Linked DNA regions of Zea mays: region 2 is linked to region 1. The links are chromatin contacts, called in public Hi-C maps. All regions are on one chromosome and are shown on one strand. The core of a region is the stretch at or near the end of the contact, and the rest is flanking DNA. Distances in the headings are between cores, read along the strand shown.

Evidence for each region. A called contact is a pair of places that touch in the nucleus more often than the background predicts.
Region 2: a contact with region 1 is called in a Hi-C map of ear, with 2.3 times the contacts expected there. The contact joins the promoter of LOC100382085 here to the promoter of LOC100282681 in region 1. A contact is called at or near these places in 2 of 25 Hi-C or Micro-C datasets (ear and tassel).

What each region holds. Positions count from the first base shown.
Region 1 is chr1:63,356,537-63,360,443 of Zm-B73-REFERENCE-NAM-5.0, forward strand. LOC100282681 (chaperonin) reads right to left here and starts at 1,322. Exons shown (of 3, transcript NM_001159127.2): 1 at 1,096-1,322; 2 at 219-358. The coding sequence starts at 1,200.
Region 2 is chr1:63,646,252-63,650,115 of Zm-B73-REFERENCE-NAM-5.0, forward strand. It overlaps LOC100382085 (calcium ion binding), which reads left to right and starts at 1,444. Exons shown (of 7, transcript NM_001174848.2): 1 at 1,444-1,766; 2 at 2,004-2,090; 3 at 2,179-2,412; 4 at 2,538-2,640; 5 at 3,337-3,566; 6 at 3,859-3,864. The coding sequence starts at 1,453.

The DNA of each region.
Region 1 (3,907 bases), core at 72-2,571:
AAAAAATTTCGAAAATGGTTTCCGGAATTCCGAAAATTTCCGAAACCGTTTTCATCCCTAGTTCAAACTACTAAAATTACCATCCAGAATAGCAGTTTAAACGTAACGTTTCAAATGCATGGTTCTTGAATTCTTTGATTTCTGCGTACAGAGAACAGCAAAGGGATAGGAGAGAGAACATAGTGCCAAGTCAAGATGACATGCATATGTTAACATACTCTTTTTCTGCAAGCTTCACTTCTGTCCCACCGTACTCCGGAAGCAGAACAGTGTCGCCTTCGCTCAGAGATACAGGGATCAGCTTGCCATCCCTATCACGATCACCAGGGCCAACAGCAACGACTTTAGCGGCGTTCAGCTGCATTCAGAATAAAGTGATATGTTAGGCCTAAAAGAGGCAGGAAAACTAAAAACCCATGATAAAAAACAGTCCACAGACAACTAAAGCTAAAAAGGAAATACCTTGATTTAATATATTTGAACTCACGCAACCTACATACTGAGCATGTATGGATATTGCAGCGAAATTCACAGGCAGATCGCCCTGACAGTATTATTCTAGAGGCTGCTACAAGCTACGGCTGCATAAAACAAATGCAGAAACAAAAGTGCACACTCCCGTACTTATCAAAGCGATAAGGGCGTAAGGCAAGGCGTGGCAAGTTTGTCAACTCATTCAGTCATGAGAATACGAATTCTACCCAATGAAACTTCATGGATTCACGCCAGGAGCCACCAACAAGTTCATAGAATACGAATTCTAGCAGGTAATCTTCTCATGAGAATATTGTTAATGCTGATTTCGATTCTAGTCTAGTGCACAGCACAGCATCATCGACACAAACCTAAAACCTTTTCCCCAAAAGATAGACTGAATGAATTGACGCAATTTCTTTCCCCTCACTGGCACCCGCCGCGATCTCAGCTCCCCGAACTAGATCTACAATACAATTTGAAGAAACCGACCCACAATGTCCACTGATGTACATGTACATGTACAAGACAAACCACGCGGGATGGAGATACAGCAAAAAAGAGGAATAGAACATGGAGATGCAGCAAAGAGAGGAACAGAGCGAGATCCAAATACTTTACCTGCTTGGTGGTCTCCGGGAGGAGGATGCCACCGGCGCTCTTGCTGGGCTTCAGCAGCTTCTCCACCAGAACCCGGTTCAGCGACGGGATCAGACGCTTCGCCATAGCCGCGAGGAGGTCTTGCGCTTGAGATGCGGTGTTGCGGTGGCTATACCGTAGCCGCGGCTCGCCAGGGTTTAGGGTTTGACTGCGGCCAAGGGTAGGAAGGGAAAAGGTATGGGGTGTTTGGTTTGAGGAATCAAACCATCCAAATTAAGGTGGTGCATCATGAATTCAATCCTCAAATTTGGTGGGATGACCACATTCCTCATATTAGTACTAACAAACTAACTATGAGGAATAAGGTGATGATGGATCAACTCATTCCATTCCACAAACCAAACAAAAATAGTGAGGAGTAAGAAGATGATGGACTAGGTCATTCCTCAAACCAAACACCTCAGTAAAGAACACTATCGCCCTAAGAAGTTTTGTTTTTACTTTTTTCTGTAATCTGATTATCGTAGAATTATACGAGGACGAAGATAAAGAGGTTTATAGAATTTAGTATCTAGAAAATAATAGATTCTTACTGTTATGACGACTCGACTGATGGTATGTTCATGTTGATTTTAAATAGTTTCTCATAAAAATATGCTGGAAATATGGGTGTTTGCCGGTTCCCAATAGTTTCTGCTGGCCAAAAGCTAAAAATGATGAAACAAACGGGCCTTAATAGTATCGACCGCTAGCTGTAAGAATTTTTGTAGCCTATTATTTATTATTTATCTTATCTATATAGTAGTTAGCTTTTCATAGATCGTATTCGTAGTTGTAAGTTTACAACTCGCTTCTTCTTTATCCTCCTATCTCTCTTTCATCTTAGCATTTAACCATTCTTTTATTATACTTCTCTAAATTTGTAACATTGTATCATCTCGGTCCCTAAATTTTTAAAGTGCACATCTAAATTCCTACACTTATGAAGTTATATCGATCCGGCTCCTAAGCTCTTAACATGCACTTCTTGGTTTTTATATTTGTATGGTTATATTATCTGAGTGTCTAAACTTTGTGTCGTCAAAGGTCTAAACTATATGGACCTGTGACTACACCAAGAAAAAGTTTGTGTAGCAATTCTTTGAATTCTTTGAGCATACCAGGAATGAAGAACACTTGATCGTTTCGATCAGCATCTCTTGAACCAGAACACAACAGAAGACATAGCTCACTCAAATCAAACAGGGTAGCAGCATTTCGACAGTTGGGCATCGATCTTACCTCTCATTCCAAATCAGAAGTACAAAACAAATAAAAGCAACAATTCCATCGAACATTCTATGCATGATTAGGTACCTATCGTAGAAAGAATTGGCAAAAAAAAAGGCGACAAGAACTAAACAAAAGGAATCTGAAGAACTGGTGTGGTGTAGGCGTGTAGTGTAGTAGCACGCAGCTCGCTGAACCAGCCATCCTATCTTCTGTTGTGAAGTGGATTAGGCCCAGTGATGACCTCCCTCTTCTCCTCCTCGCCAATAATCGCATCTCCACCTTCCTTGTTGGCGTGCTCCATTAATCCATTCGCGAGCACCTCGCCATGGCGCCCCCGCCCCGCTAACATTCTTCTCCCTTGATGAAGCAGCCTCGCTGCAGCTCCTCCATGCTGATGACAAGAGCAAGGACACAAGCTCCTCCCTGCTGCTGCGCTCTCAGCCTTCGACATCAGCAGCAGAGATACAACTAGCAGCAAGGCTGCAGCAGCGATGAGCTTGAGCTCCTTCCTCCTGCCCGGCACCATCATCCTCGATCTGTCTGAATCTCTTTAACTAGCTAGCTAAGAGCGCATGAACGACGAGCTAGCTGATGGTATGATCAGTGTGGCTAAGCAAGATAGTAACTGGTTCAGTTAGAGTGTTAGACGGGATGGCATGAGCTTGCTGTTGTGTAGCAGTGGATTAGGTGCGCTGAAACCCTGGGGGAGGAGACAAAGCTGAGCTGTAATTGTTCGCTTGCCATCGATCAGGTTCTGCCCGGCGGGCCTCATTGGAGACTGCATGCATGCAAGGAAATTAAATTGCGTGCTTGGTCAAGGATTTCACTACTACTAGTCAAAGCACGCAATTAAGAGCCATTGATGGTGGCGAATCGAGATTTTAATAAACTATGGCGGTCACTAGTGCGTGCTCGACGTAGCAGTGTCAGTTTTGTCACAGCTCATCACAAGCTAGGACAAGTATGTACAGTGTTAGAACCCATGTTTTCCTTAGACTAAGGTTTGCCAATGTCTTTTATCTTCAGTTGCACAAGAAGAATATAGTATAGATAGGGATGGTAAGATGGCAACGGGCCCTAAATTTTAAGCTATGAATTTTAAGGATTAGATCGTATTTGGAGATCGAGCTATATTTCTATTCATTTTTTAATCGAGTTATATAATGTCACCTACACTCGGCAAAGGCTCCATCTCGGTTACCAGCCGCTGTAACGACGACTTTTCTTTGTCGAGTACCCTGTGACATAAAGTATTCGGTAAAGAAGTCGTTGCTGATGTACAGTTCATCGAGCTCTCTTTGCCGAGTGTCATAGTTGGCAAAGCCTTCACCGAGTGTTTTTTAGACTTTGTCGAGTGCTTCAGACATTCAACAAAGAGCCTGTTTTCGGTACTGTATATTTTTATTTATTTCTTAGATAAAATTAATTAATAGCTCAAACGGATCGTGAATAAATATTTGGACAGTGACCATTAGCACACCCCAGGATATAGATGAGCATAGGAGAATTCAGACAAGACAGGGTGTCCAATGTTTATTACTACTGAACTTCTGGGCACATG
Region 2 (3,864 bases), core at 194-2,693, 290 kb after region 1:
AGAAACGACCTAATGCTTGTAAGAGCCAAGAACGTCGTGTCGTGCTTGGGTTGTATCCTCGACCCGTAGGGTTGGTCCGGCCCGATACGACTATATTTTTTTATTTTACAAAAAATGTATATACATATATATAGAATTTATATTCAATATTAAAAACATTTGAGCATGATGTTCAATTGGTTAGACAGTTTTACCGAGTGTCTCCCGCCCTACTTCCGTCAGGGCATGGGTTCGAACCCCACCTCCTGCACCGCGTTTTTAACATTTTACGCTGATTTAATCAAATGAGCCGACGACCATCTATAGGCGTGTCGTGGATTAATTTAAAATAGCTGTGACGGGCTGCCTGGGCTAGAGTTGTGGCCCGTGAGGCGTCTAGCCCGTGCCGGGCCGCCGTTTGGCCATCTATAGGCGTGCCGCGGATTAATTTAAAATAACTGTGACGGGGCTGCCTGGGCTAGAGTTGTGGCCCGCGAGGCGTCTAGCCCGTGCCGGGCCGCCGTTTGACCATCTATAGGCGTGCATCGGATTAATTTAAAATAGCTGTGAGGGGTTATTTGTGTATAGTATAGAGTATAGATATGAGCCTTTTCGTGCCTCTATATGGGTCATTTCGTGCCTGCCTTAAACGGGTCGTGCTCATGCCCACCCATGGACCGTGACCTCGGTCCAAACCCGGCTCGATATATCAGGCCGTGCCGGCCCGCCACTAAAATATTTCGGGTCGTACCATGCCTGGGTCATGCCTTTTTTCTGTGCTTCGGGCTACCTATACATACGGTCAACGCATAAGGCTGACATGAATATGGTGAGCAGGTTAACCAATCAGGTGGTGTAATTTTTTTGTTGGCCGGATGAACCTTACATCCCGCGCACGTATTCTCTAACTAGATAATCTCTCTCTTCTCCTCGTTGGCTGGCAGTTAGGCGTGGATACGTAAGAGAGGTGAAAATAAATAATAGAATATATGTGGTAATTGATATAGTATAAATATTTTGAGTAAATATGACTACGAATAATTATGAAATAGGGTAGAGAATTTTACTGACTAATGGGGTATTTGGTTTCTAGGGACTAATGTTTAGTCCCTCCATTTTATTTTATTTTAGTTTTAAAATTGTCAAATATAGAAACTAAAACTTTATTTTAGTTTCTATATTTAGTAATTTATATACTAAAAAGGAATAAAATGAAGGGACTAAATATTAGTCCCTAGAAACCAAACACCCCATAAGATGAAATATTTTTTAGGGTAGAAATTTAAAGTTCTGGACAGCCTAATCCTTATTTATATACTACTCCGTAGTCCGTACAATAATACCCACGGTGGCCGACTGGTTTCAGACGTTCGATTAATTTTGAACGGCCTACCATCTCCATTGGCATCCACATCCGTGACAGACTGACAGCCCTTGACACTGGTCCTGGTCCCAGCCCTCCCTCGCACTCCTATGGCGATCCCTCCCCGGATCACGGCGGCCGGTGGCGGCGGTCGCAAGACGAGGGTGCCGCCGCTCCCACCGGCGAGAACTCTCCTGACAGCCTTTGCCGCGGCGGTGGCGCTGGCTATCCTTTGCTTCCTCTCCTCGTCCCCCACCGCCACGCTGTCGGGTTCATGGAGATCCGGGGCCAGAAGCGGTGACAAGTACCTCTACTGGGGCAGCCGCGTGGACTGCCCCGGCAAACACTGCGGCTCCTGCGCGGGGCTCGGGCACCAGGAGTCCAGCCTCCGCTGTGCTCTCGAGGAGGCCCTTTTCCTCGGCAGGTAAGTAATAACTAATAACTACCTTACTGTGCTTATGCTCACTGGATAGTTCCTCTTTCTTTTGGATTAGCTCAATTTTCATCTAGTTGAAATTCGGAATGTGGAGACTAGAAAACTGATGCTAGAAGCCTAGAAGGAAGATAGGTCATGCTAATGTCTTGAACCGGCTAATGTGCTGCTGGTTTGTGACTACACAAGAAAAAAATGGCAAAACTACTGACTTTTGTCTCATTGCAGAATATTTGTGATGCCCTCAAGAATGTGCCTAAGTTCACTGCATAACACCAAGGGAATTATCCAAAATGGTGCAACTACAAAACAGAGGTTTTTGCTTCTTAGCCACATCTGTCTCTCAGTTGTGTTACCACAATGAAGTTTGCATATTTTACTATCTAAAGCAAGTATTTTGTAGATGGGAAGAAAGTTCATGTGCAATGGAATCTCTATATGATATAGATCAGATCTCAAGAACAGTACCAGTTATTCTGGACAACTCAAAAAACTGGCACGATATAGTATCAAGAAGCATGAAACTAGAAGTGGGAGGTGTGGCACATGTGCAAGGAATTAGCAGAGGTGAACTCAAACAAAATTCCATATACTCAACAGCTCTCATAATAAATCGCACTGCAAGTCCCCTTGCTTGGTAAGCGCACAGGTTCTTGTAGTGCCATTGTGGCCTTGTTTTTACTTCACTTGGACTTTAGCAATGCATGTGCTAATTTTAATCTATTATTATGTCCAAGCATTAACCTCATATCTGAAATATAGGTTTATGGAGTGCAAGGATCGCAAGAATCGTAGCTCAGTGATGTTATCCTACAACTTTTTGCCAAGTATGCCAGCGGAAAAACTGAGGAATGCAGCAAATAAGGTATCTTTTCTCACCTATCATGTTAATGCAGTCTGACAAGTACTTGAGAAATGGACTGGTTATGTTTCTGTTTCTTTTCCTCAATGTTTTGGTCATGTTCATAATTTCATATTCTTAGGGGTTTATTGTTTCTTGTTGGAACGATTTCACCCAGTTATTTCATACAATCCTTAAGCTGCACTGGCCTTAAATTACCATTTGATGTTATACCTAAAGTGCAGAATTACTGCTGCTAATTGAATCCTGACATTTGATTTGATAAATGTCTGATGACTTAAGTTTATCCATTCAAAACATAGTGTAAGTTCTGCAATTGCTGTTGTTTTGATGTTGCAACCATAAAGCAAAGCATATAACCAGCACCCTGCAGGTATAGCTACCGGTTTGTCTACTTCTGCTCTTTCTTGTGCCAAGTCATTAAAATGATATGCCAAGGCTGCACAGACTTCTGACTGGGCAAAAAGAGAACTTAGCTCAAGGCACATGCCTAGAGACATCTATAGATTTGTAACTTGTCAAGCATACATCAGATTTGGAAGTATGTTTAGCATACATCATCTTTGGAAGTTTGGTTTTGGATACTTGTTAATTCTCCTTTACATAAGTTCTTAGACCAAGCCATTCTCTCTTTTGTTATGTTCAGTAATATACATTGCAGGCTATGATGCAGCCCCTAAATCAGTTCCTCCATTTCAGATGAAAGAAATACTTGGTGATTATGATGCTATTCATGTGAGACGTGGTGATCTATTGAAAAATCGGAAAGATAGATTTGGTGTTGAACGGAGCCTTCATCCTCATCTAGACAGAGACACCCGACCTGAGTACATTAGAAAAAGAATTGCACAATGGATTCCACCAGGTCGAACATTATTCATTGCATCAAATGAAAGAACTCCAGGCTTCTTTTCCCCTCTGTCAGACAGGTACTATCTGCACTATTTTCTCATTTCTCTGTCCAACTAGAATTTCTGGCGTTGTTTAAATTAGCATCTATTTTCCTGTTGCATCCTAATGCATTGCAGTGCACTTCTGGGTAAGTGCACTTGGAAAGCTGTTCTCATTCTTGTTATTATTAAGGATTACTTAAATAAATTAAATTTATATTTCTGTTCACTTTCCATTCTGCCATGGTTAAACATTTCTTAGCAATAAGATGTTTTGTTGTGGCTGGTCATGTCAGTTCTTCAATCTGTATGCTGATTAAATCTTATTCAGGTTTCT